Regions from separate parts of the Rattus norvegicus genome. Here all the other regions are linked to region 1. A link is a contact called in public Hi-C data. All regions are on one chromosome and are shown on one strand. The core of a region is the stretch at or near the end of the contact, and the rest is flanking DNA. Distances in the headings are between cores, read along the strand shown. Region 1 holds the start of Hlx (H2.0-like homeobox). Region 2 has its middle 210 kb from the start of Dusp10. Region 3 overlaps LOC120096338 (a long non-coding RNA gene).

The links. Hi-C and Micro-C count contacts between places; a contact is called where the count stands out from the background.
Region 2: a contact with region 1 is called in a Hi-C map of the A7r5 cell line, with 8 times the contacts expected there. The contact joins the enhancer-like site here to the promoter of Hlx in region 1. A contact is called at or near these places in 11 of 12 Hi-C or Micro-C datasets (the A7r5 cell line, the Rat2 cell line, Schwann cells and 7 more) and 1 of 1 datasets of contacts at active chromatin or transcription factors (oligodendrocytes).
Region 3: a contact with region 1 is called in a Hi-C map of Schwann cells, with 4 times the contacts expected there. The contact joins the enhancer-like site here to the promoter of Hlx in region 1. A contact is called at or near these places in 9 of 12 Hi-C or Micro-C datasets (the A7r5 cell line, the Rat2 cell line, Schwann cells and 5 more).

Annotation. Positions count from the first base shown.
Region 1 is chr13:98,815,260-98,818,809 of GRCr8, forward strand. It overlaps Hlx (H2.0-like homeobox), which reads right to left and starts at 2,005. Exons shown (of 4, transcript NM_001077674.1): 1 at 1,101-2,005; 2 at 221-400. The coding sequence starts at 1,683.
Region 2 is chr13:98,355,676-98,359,225 of GRCr8, forward strand. No RefSeq gene overlaps it. Among named protein-coding and RNA genes, the nearest start is that of Dusp10, 210 kb to the left of the region's middle. Within about 2 kb of position 1,741, at least 9 of the 93 cell types and tissues checked have an H3K27ac peak or open chromatin away from gene starts, as enhancers often do. A contact at or near this core is called in the A7r5 cell line, where this site is marked.
Region 3 is chr13:98,541,011-98,544,560 of GRCr8, forward strand. It overlaps LOC120096338 (a long non-coding RNA gene), which reads left to right. Exons shown (of 5, transcript XR_010057117.1): 2 at 1-3,115. Among named protein-coding and RNA genes, the nearest start is that of Hlx, 270 kb to the right of the region's middle. Within about 2 kb of position 1,876, at least 6 of the 93 cell types and tissues checked have an H3K27ac peak or open chromatin away from gene starts, as enhancers often do.

The DNA.
Region 1 (3,550 bases), core at 755-3,254:
TTTTCAAACCACCCTCTCTGGGCGAAAAGAATAGGGACTGTGGTGACTCACACCCATACACACTGTCTTGGCTCCCCTAGCATGGTCTTCTCCAAATGCACCACTAAAAAGAACATTTAGTTTCTCTCAGAGGACCTAGGAGGCTTCCACCCCAACTACTAGGGGTTTCCGCACTGCCGCTGGCCTTTGCAGCACCGGCTGAACTCAGAAAATTTTCTACCTGGAAACGTGTCTTGGAATTGATGTTGAACAGAATTTCTTGGGTTGGAGCTTAAGGGGCTGAGGATGGCAGACGCCTCGCTAATGGGATCTAGAGATGCGAAGAACTGTCCCGCCGAAGGCTGCAGGCCAGCCAGATGCACCCCTGTGGGCCGCCCACCAGTTAGCAGCGATGTGAGATCTGGGCAGGGCGAAAGAAGAGTCGGTTACACCTTGCACAAACTCATACACTCTAGGCAGATTTGTTCCTCCTTTCCCTTCTTCCTTGATCCAGTTTTAGCCTGCCGAACTCCAAAAGAACCCCTTATTCACAAGAAAGGCTGTCTGAGACAACCGCCAGTGGGGCCTGAATTGCCCCAGGGTGTGTGTCAAGAATGTCCAGTTCATCCCACAGCAAGGAAAGGCTTTTCATAAAATGTTGCTAAGGTGGTAATTTTCGGACGCCTTCCAGGAATTCTACAAACCCTATATTTATACCCTTCAGGCCCCCCACTCAGCCTTCTCCCGTCAAGAGCTTAGACTAGCCGGTTTGCTTTTCCCGCAATTCTTAAGGATTTTACCGGAAATCAAATAAATGCAAAGTGTCCCGATGCTGAGATTTCCCTGTCAGAAAGATCTAGGTCTTTCTGCACTTATTTCATTCAAAAGGTGGATCGCACACACTTTTGCAAAACTTTTGTTTGTGCTGTTAAAGCAACCCGAAAGTATTTTTTTTAAAACATGGAATAGTTGACTTTTACATGTCACACAGTCTTCTTTAATTTCGTTTTCATCACCCTCATTCTACCGTTTTGTCTTTAAATATAAAAGCACCCCAAACCAACATGACATCAGGCCGTCTTTGGTGGTTGTGAGGCCTGAGGCCTTCCAGCAATACGTACCTCTCAGAGTGTTGCCTTCCTTGACTTTTGGGTCAAATTCTGCAGACAAAATTCGGTCAATACCAAATTTGAGGTCTTTGCTGGAGGGGGCAGGGGCGGAGCCGCTATGGTGGGGGACCACCCGCGTCCCCGAAGTCGGCGGCTGCAGGGAGCCCGCCCGGGGTGGAGGCGGGGGCTGTTGCTGCGGCTGCTGTTGCTGCGTTGGTGGTTGCTGCGGGAGATGCTGGTGGTAGGCGGCAGAGAGCGGAGACAGCCGCTGAGGGAATCCAGCCGGGACTTCTGAGGGCGCCACCACCGGGGTGGGACGGAGCGGGGATCTGGCGGCAGCTTGGAAGGAAGCGTGCGGGTGCACGGAGCCCAAGTGTGCGGTGAGGGCTGCCGAGGCCCCCACCAGTCCCTCTGCAGCGGGTCCCGGCTCCCCGACGCCGGCGTGCAGGATGTCCGCGATGCAGAAAGAGGGTTTCTTGACAGCGGCCGGGTCCAAGGCGAAGGAGCAGCCGCCCGGGCCCGCGGAGGAGCAGTAGGCGGCTGACCAGAGACTAAAGTTGGAAGCGTAGAAGGGAGCCAGGCCGGCTGCGAACATCCTGGCAGGATCCCGGCGGGGTCTTGGGTGAGTGGGGAAGTGGGTGGGTGCTCGGGGAGAGGCGGTGTCCCAGCCCAGCCCGAGCTGCTTTCGCTTCTCCGCTCGCCCCGAAGCGGAGGGCCAGCCCGGGAGCCCTAGCGCCACCGAGGGACGTGGCGAGGGCCCGATCGCCGCCCGCCACGGCCTGGGCCCCTGGCTTGGCTTGAAAGGCGGCGCGGCGGGCAAGCTCTCCGTCCGGTGGATGGAGGCGATCGCCCGGCGCTGGGGCGAGGCGGCGGACGCGGCCTCGTTCTGCTACTCCGCAGAAGCCGGGGAGACAGGGGCCCGACACCGAAAGAAAAACCCAAACAGCTAAGCCCTAAGAGCTAAATTTAAAACAACAATAATCATCCGTTAGTTTAAAAAAAAAAAAAAGGAAAAAAAAAAAAACTCCTCTCTAAAAACTCCCAAAGTTTTGGCAGGAGCTTTCGAGTCAGACCCGGGGTAGGACCTTGATCCGTGCGCTCATTGGCTGTCTTCGTGACCAATGGGACTCCGGAGTGGAGGGGAATTGGGAAAGAGGGGGCGTGGCCCCACGCTCAGCCACGCCCTGGCCACGCCAAAGTGTTTTCTGCGGCCGCGTGGGCTGAGCAGAGTCCTGAGAGTATCTGGGAGCCGCTTAGGGGCCGAAAGTCGACTCCTAGGGCCTCTGGCTGTCCTCTATCCCCTGCAGCTCGGGGACCCGCCACCCGCAGAGCCTCGGAGTCCGTCTCAGGAGTTTTTCTGGAGCTGCGAAGGAGGAGATCACTGAGGCTCCTGTACTCTGATGTACTGCACCCCCTAACCCCCAAACGCCCCAACAGACCACGCTGGCGGTCCACAGGCTGTCCCTTCCGTATTCTGCTCTCACGCGATTTTCCTTCTCTCTACTTTTCTCCAAGTGCTTTTATCACAAGTCCTAGGTAAAGGCCTCCATCTTCTCAGCGCCCCTACAACCCAAAATCCCGACCCAAATCTACTATAGTCCGCTGGCCTCTCAGCTCACGGGAGCTCCTCCGAGAAGCCAGGAGGAGGGCCGGCCGCAAATTAGTTTTATTCTGAGCTGTCATTCTAGTGACAACTTGAAAGAGTGACTTTTCAAACAAAATAAGATAGATGGCTCCAAACGTCTCCCTTAGACAGAGCCAAACTTTTGCCCCGAGCCTCGGAATCAACAAGGAGTGCAGCCCCGGGAGAGCAGCACGCGTGTCCCCTCTCTGCACCTTATAGGAAGTGCCACCCTCCGCGGCCACCACATCCCCGGGTCACGTGGGGTCCTACATTTTGCAAGTGCCAGGGAGCGGTTGCCTCTGAGATTAAATGCCTACTTTTAATTCGGTGGCAGTTTTTTCCAGGATCCGCTCTGGCCTGTTGGCGGGAGGCACTGTCCGAGCCTCTACAGCCAGCGCCTTCCATTCTCACTAGGGGTCTTTAGAACTCAGGCCGGGTGTAGTGGGGGTTTTCTGTCGCATCCATATCTCTATTTTAAGAATTCGTTCTCTTTTAAATTATAGTCAGAATGGATTTCCCCGCCCCTCTCCCAAACAGACCACAGGCCATCCAGATGAGCTGTTGTTGAGCATTTCAGGAAGAAAACAAAATAACGACAATAACGAAACCGCCAAATCTTTTGTTTTCGATTGTCCAAATGAGTGTCTCCGGAATGATAGCTCAAGGCAGGCTTATTTCCCCCTCAGCAATAAGATACCAAAAACCTGAAACCGCCAGGGAACTGCCAGGTTACTATCAGCTCAGATTGACGTGGGCTCCTGAGTTGATGTCTAACAGCTTCGGAGCTTTGGTCGCCGGTGTTGTCATCATTAGCGGACGCCTTTCTCCCGGACAGCAA
Region 2 (3,550 bases), core at 491-2,990, 460 kb before region 1:
ACCCAGTGCCATGCTTCACCTCCATGGACTGTATTCCCTCCGACCAAGAGCCATACAATAAGCCCGTTCTTATGTTGCCCTTTGTTGCCTTAGCCATAGCAACAAGAAAGTAAAGCACATCCATTGCTTCACTGAACTGTTTAAACTAAGAGGATTTTCTTGTAACAAAGGAGGGCTTTCAATATCTCTTCCCATTCTTTTCCGGAGGAAAACAAAATCATTGACCTGTTAGACCCTGAATATACATCACCCCCTCTTTCCCTGTGTGTGTGTGTGTGTGTGTGTGTGTGTGTGTGTTACATGAAGGTGGGAGACCTATGTCCCTCTTGCTACAACAAGGATGCTGTGTCCCCAAAAACACAAACAGGAAGGTGGGGCTGTGTGACCTGACACCACAGACACAGTAGCAAGCGTATAACAAAGGAACAGAAAGACCTACAGTTATACCACAAGAGATCCAGCCATGTTGATTACACTATACCTTCTGGGATAGCAGGGGAGGAGACCAGTGAATCTTCAACCATGGTGTGTCACCTCAGCGGACACTTTGACCCGACTGCAGGCATGCGTTGCTTGGACGCATGTCTTGGCTCCTCCTTTACAGATAGAATGGCAGCAGCGGGGATCTAGGTGTTCTATCCTTGCCCGAGAATGAATGTCTACACAGTGTTCAGGGACTCTTTTCAGCCAGCTTCCAGAAGCTTCAACAAGAACAGACGAGGAACCAGAATAGACAGGGCAGGGTCAGAAGAGGCTTTCTGGTTTCTTTCAGGTATATACATATTTTCTTGGAGCGTTCATCTTTCAGTCCCATGCTTAGCTGTGGTACAGGGTCACACCCGGCCTGGGGCCACACTTTGATGATCGAGATGGTTGTTTCTGTAGTGCCAAAGGAGTTCACACTTCTTTTTTAAAACTTTATCTGCATTTATTTTGTGCTGAATTTATGTCTGTGCCATGAGTTTCTGTTCCTTCAGTTTCTTCTGGGATATCTTTTTCTTCTGTGCAGCCTCCTCTTCTGGCTTTGGAACAGTCTGTTCCTTCTCAGTGAGGATCATCTCGATGTGGCAAGGGGAGCTCATGGATGGGTTAATCCGGCCATGAGCTCTGTAAGTTCATCAGTGTTCACCTGGATGTGTTCAATGACTACAGAATCTACATCTACACCCTTACTTCAGCATTACTCTCTGCATTTTTAAGCACATGCAGCAAAATTCAGCACTCTTTTTTGGCCACCATCCCTGTGTCCAGCCCCACTGTATGGCCTGGGCACACCAACCAACTCCACCATTATACCACCATAATGGCACACATTGCTTCTTTAAAGTAACATCCTGCAGATACTTGGTGGCTTTGCAGATATGCACACCTTTGATGGCCTGGGCAGTTTTCTTGGTGTTTTTAAAGTGGACGTGAAGGTTTGGACTTCTTGATTTGCATGATTTTGTGGGGTTCTCTGGGTCAAGAGGGTAGCAAACCATGTTCACAGGTCACCTCTGGCGGCTTACAGGAAGAGAGAGCTCACACTTTTGACATTTCTTCTTTACTCCACCAAAGAAAACAGAAGCATCTTGTAGTCGGCAGAGGAAGTACAGGCGTTTTGAGGTGAAGATCAAGCACTTTCCCCAAACACTTGGCCAAGAGATTTTAGTCACTTAAAAACTATTAGTGTGTTGCTCTGGCCAACTTCAGAGACCTTGTGACTCGGAACTTTCCCAGAGCTGATGTAACTGTTCTGGAAGTCTCTCGACTTGAACTTAAGAGTTACTTCCACACAGCTGCGCTATGTCCACCTTCCACAGCAATCTGGGCCCAGAAAGCAGGGAAGGAATCGGGATGGGAAAAACCCAAACTAAACTCTGAGAGCAAGAATCACAGAACAATCCTGGGTTGTAGTTCCAGTCATTGGCCACCAGGGGTCTGTCTTCCCACAAGGAGCTGTGCGCAGAGGGCGTGTTTCTGGGACTGTGAAAACCCAAAGCATTCCTGGATGTTTGTGGTACATCCAGATGTTGGTTGTAAAGGTGCAAAAACAAAAAGAGTTCTCAAAGCCAGGACAAATACTGTGCAGCTTCTCGTTTAAGTATTTAAATAGAGTAGCAGATGGATCTTGTGCCAATCCTTGGGAGAACGACGGAGCAGTAGGTGGCCCAGAAAAAAGTTAAAATCCAGGCCATCTGTTCCTGGATCTCTTTCAACCTCACCTGGTTTTCACTCTCACCCCTGTGCCCGCGCTGCAGCTGAAAAATATCATTACCAAAAAGTGTGGGGAGAATTTTTGTTTGTCTGTCCTAGCCCCCAGAATTGGGAGTGGCCCTGCACTAGAATTGGGTAACCCAAGCACGATTTGACATTTAAAAATTACACATTTAAGGCCATTCCCGGGAACAAGAACTGTCTCTTGCGATCTGTTAAGAAACTCTGCAAATTAAAGAGTTTCAGCGGCCGCGGTTGTAGGGGGTGTCTCTCTAGTATTTTTAGTTGCTTTGTTTTCTTTTGAACTAGCCAAAATATTTTCATCACTTAAGAAATTATCTCCTTCATTCTCTTTCTACTCTGAAAATTTCTGAGAGTTCACTTTTTACACTTTTAATTAAATTTTGAAAAGATGTGGCTCTATAGTCAGCTAGTATAGGAGGAGTGGTTTACTAGAAGTAACTGTTACTCCATCTAAATATCATAGTGGACTCTAGGGCAGCCAGCCTTGTTGGGCCTGAGGAGCTCGTTCCCTTTGGGGGATGCTCTTTTCCCTTGGTTTTATTTGTTGACGCTGGTGCCCTTGGGACATTGGACTCAGTTTATCTAGTCTCAGTTTATCTAGTGTTTGTACCCATCAGGGCTGTTTATACCAGGAACAAAACCTTAGAGAAGGTGTGCCTCCCCACCTCTGCCTTCTTAATTCTAGTCCTTCAAACACATAGAGATGCCTTCGTAACAGTTCCGGCTCCTCCCAAATCACGTGGTGGTCCTTAACCTGATTTCTTACAATGTATGCAGCTGTTTGCCAATCTATTATGCACTGAGAACTTCATGCTGTGGCTGAAATTAAAATGGAGACAGCATTCTGCTCTCTCAAAAAGATACCAAACCGGTGAAAAGAATTCTAAAAGCTTATTTTAAAGATGTATACATTGTTGTGAGCACATGTATGCGTGTGTGTATGTGTGTGTGTGTGTGTGTGAGAGAGAGAGAGAGAGAGGGAGAGAGAGAGAGAGAGAGAGAGAGAGAGAGAGAGAGAGAGAAGAGAGAGAGGTTGGGGAGCATGCCCTTGTGTGCAAGTGTCCTCAGAGGTCAGAAGACAGCACTGGATCCTTTGGAACTGGAGTCTCAGGCAGTTGTGAGCCATCTGACTTGGATGCTGGGAAAAGAACTCAGGACCCCTGGAGGAACAGTTACCTCTCTCAAGCACTGAGCCCCTTTGAGCCCCAGCAATCTCTTAGATGCACTTCTGGATCTAACTGAATATTGTGAACGTGAGGTGCTGCAAGGGTTGGCGACACAGAGGGACTCTGTTTGATCCCTCATGCGACACCCCTTCAGTTTACAACTA
Region 3 (3,550 bases), core at 626-3,125, 270 kb before region 1:
GAAAGATATTCTTGTTGGGTGGTCAATGATAGAGGTAGGGTCATTTCAGGTAGCCCAGGTTGGCCTTGAATTTGCTATAGAGCAGGGGCTGGTCTTCAACTCCTGATGCTCCCCATGACACCTCCAAAGCAATAAACTTTCACCACTACGTTCCTGTCTCATTCTCTGTTTTCAATTTTTCGCATTCCCTTTCTGAGGTAGGTTTTCAATATAGCCCAGGCTGATCTAGCACTATTGCGAAGCCCAGGCTGCTAAAAGGATACTTTAAAAATAAGTAAATGTAGCTTTAAGGTCCATCCCATGAGATGGACCCCCACACCTGACACTGTTAAAGTGGCCAAGAGCCTGAGACTAGACGGTCCTCGGGCCTAGTAGAAAGCCTGCTATTGTCATTCTGCTATGGACGATAGCAATGAAATGACTCCTACTGCTATGTTCACAGCTCAGAGCGTTGCTCGGCATCAGCAGAAAAGAGCCTCTTCTTGCAGTAGAAGATGGATAACACATTAGAGCCCTGCCCTCAAGGTTCAGAGAGCTGTGTAGAAGAGGGGCGGAAGGATTATAAGAGCCAGACATGGTGGCTGACTCTAAGGAAACAGTGTCTTCCAGACACCACAGGACTGAGGCACACGTGAATGCATAGAGGCCGTGGCAGTGCACACAGGTCTAAGGCAGAGGAGTCCAGAACTGAGAGGGGAGTGGACATAGGGCTCCATGCCGACCCAAGAAGCTATTTGTAATTGCTACTTGCTGGGAAAGAGAAAAATCAGTTTTCTCCAATGGACTGTCACTGGGTATATCAACCACTCTCCAGGGCAGGCCTTGGGGCCAAGAGGAGTGACCAACATGAACCAGACATAGTGGTTGGTGTGTGTTGGGGGGTTTGTTTTGGCATTTTTTTTGTATTATTGGGTTTTTGTTTGTTTTAATTTACATTTTTCATTTTTGTTCTTGTCATCTGAGAATAGGAGAGAGAGTGAGAGAGAGAGTGAGAGAGAGTGAGAGAGAGAGAGAAAGAGAGAGAGAGAGAGTGAGAGAGAGAAAGAGAGAGTGAGAGAGAGTGAGAGAGTGAGAGAGAGAGAGATGAGATGTGGGAGAAATTAAGGAGGGGAAATAAGATCTAAACATATTACATGGAGCTGGAGAGATGGCTCAGTGGTTAAGAGCTCTGATTGCTCTTCCAGAGGTCCTGAGTTCAATTCCCAGCACCGACATGGTGGCTCACAACCATCTGTAGTGGGATCTGATGCCCTCTTCTGGTGTGTCTGAAGACAGCTACAGTGTACTCAAATAAATAAAGTAAATAAATCTTTTAAAAAAACAGAACATAGTGTTTGAAAAACATTATTTAAAAAATTAATAAACGAGGTACAAAGAACTTGAATTGTTAGGGTTTGTTTGCCTAAAATATTAGGAAACATGCTTCTTCAGATTTGCAAGGATCGTGGGTTAGCACTTTTTTCTCTGGAGCTCTGAATGCAAGGACAGCACCATCTGCAACTCTGCCCTCAGATGCAGCGATGCCCACTGTGCTTCACGCTCTGAGGTAGCTCTGAGCAGCTCACATGCACACAGCGGTAGCGATGCCCAGTGCGCCTGACACTGTGTTAGCTCTGAGTAGCTCAGGAGCACACAGCGACTGCTTTCTCAGAACCTGACTCTTGTGTTGTCCTCAACCCAAACCCTTCCCACTTCCCTTCAGGAAGAATGACACAATTACAGCTCCAGGAGGGCTTCTGCTCCCCAGTATTTGAAATCCTCAAACTGCTTCATTTACTTGTTAGCAATAAAGCAAAATTGCACAGTTAAAGAAAATTGTTGAGACTATAAAAGCGCTTGGCTCTTCTCCCCCAATCCAGAAGGTACTGTGTGTTCTTTGGATCTCAGACAACGCTTTGGGCAGCTCCAGATAAGGTATCCAATAACTGCACTTCGTGTCCTCATTTTTCTTGCCCTCATTCCAGAAAAAGTTGGACAGCTGCCTCCGGAATAATTTTATTGTGAGGAAAGTTATTATGAAAACATACTCCGCTGGTTTTCACTGACCTCCAAAACACACTCCCTAATTAAGTGCAAATGGGAACTGACTTGGAGCAGGTTGTCTCTGATTTTGGACTTGGGAGCATTCTTAAAGTTTATGAACTCTATACGCGAGCTCTGTCTGCCAAACGAGGAATTTCTTATTTCATTTGGTGACTGCTCTGAGGTTATATAACGCTTCCCCCAAAAGCCCTGGATGCTGAAGATGCGTAAACCATCTGTCTACGTTGAAAAGTCAGAGAGAGAGAGAGAGAGAGAGAGAGAGGAGACAAGAAAGAAAGAAAGAAAGAAAGAAAGAAAGAAAGAAAGAAAGAAAGAAAGAAAGAAAGAAAGAGAGAGAGAAAGAAAGAAAAAGAAAGAAGGAGAATTCATTGCCCCAGCGATCTGTCTCCGGGAACAACTAATTATTTATCCAGAGGAATTTCCTCATGGCTTTTTATTTTAATATTGAGTTCCTACATAACCGTAAAATTTTACAGTACTGAAGAGGCAATGATGGTATTCATGCCCTCACGTCTTTTTATAGGAGCCTATTTGGCTTTAATATTTAAAGAAACCCGAGGACCTGGCAGAGGGAAGTGTGAGAAGAGGCCCAGAGGAGGCAACTTGTGCTTCACCTCTGGCCTCCCGTCTTTCCCTTCCCCAGCCAGCAGGGGACAGTAGTAATAGAAGAAGGGAAGCTGCTTCCTTCTTGGAATATGAAGAGACATAAACAAGGAGAAATGATGAAAGCTGAAGGGATTTCTCTGACCTTCTCTGGTCCTCCTCGGCAGAGTTAAGCCTCAGGTGGATTAACTTCCGGGTCCTCCGCCTGCTAACTTAGGTTGTGGCAGATATTTGCACGGCAGCAGTTAAGTGTCAGTCTCTGAGCCCACACTCTGCCAAGCCGTGTCCAAAGATCATATTATCCAGCCTTTTGACGAGGAGAAACGAGGCCGATGAGCATTCTGATGTCTTGAAGGTAAAGAAACTGAGGCTTAAAGCCGTGCGCAGATTGTTCAAGGTCACACAGCTAAAGCTGCAACCCGGAGTAACGAAAGAGTACAGAGTTCAAAGTTTCTCATCATTGACCCAGGTACCAAGCTTTATCTGAAAATTTGCTTCCTTTGTTTTCCTTCTTTTTTTTTTTTTTTCTTTTTTTCTTTTTTTTTTTTTTCCGGAGCTGGGGACCGAACCCAGGGCCTTGCACTTCCTAGGCAAGCGCTCTACCACTGAGCTAAATCCCCAACCCTGTTTTCCTTCTTTAACTTTTAACAGCAACTTCCTATGTAGTTCAGGCTGACCTCGAACCTGGGATCCTCCTCTCTCAGACGCTAGAGAGGTGGGATTGCATGCGTTTGCCACCACGGGCAGCTCATTAAAATTGTTTTACTTGACAGAGCATTTTTTTAGCTTGTTGTTGCTGTTGTTGTTGTTGTTGATTCCCAATACGGAAAACTTGAGATACACGATCGTCAGCTGAAGTTGAACACTTCTATGTCAACAATCAGAGTAATGGACGCCCCACCAG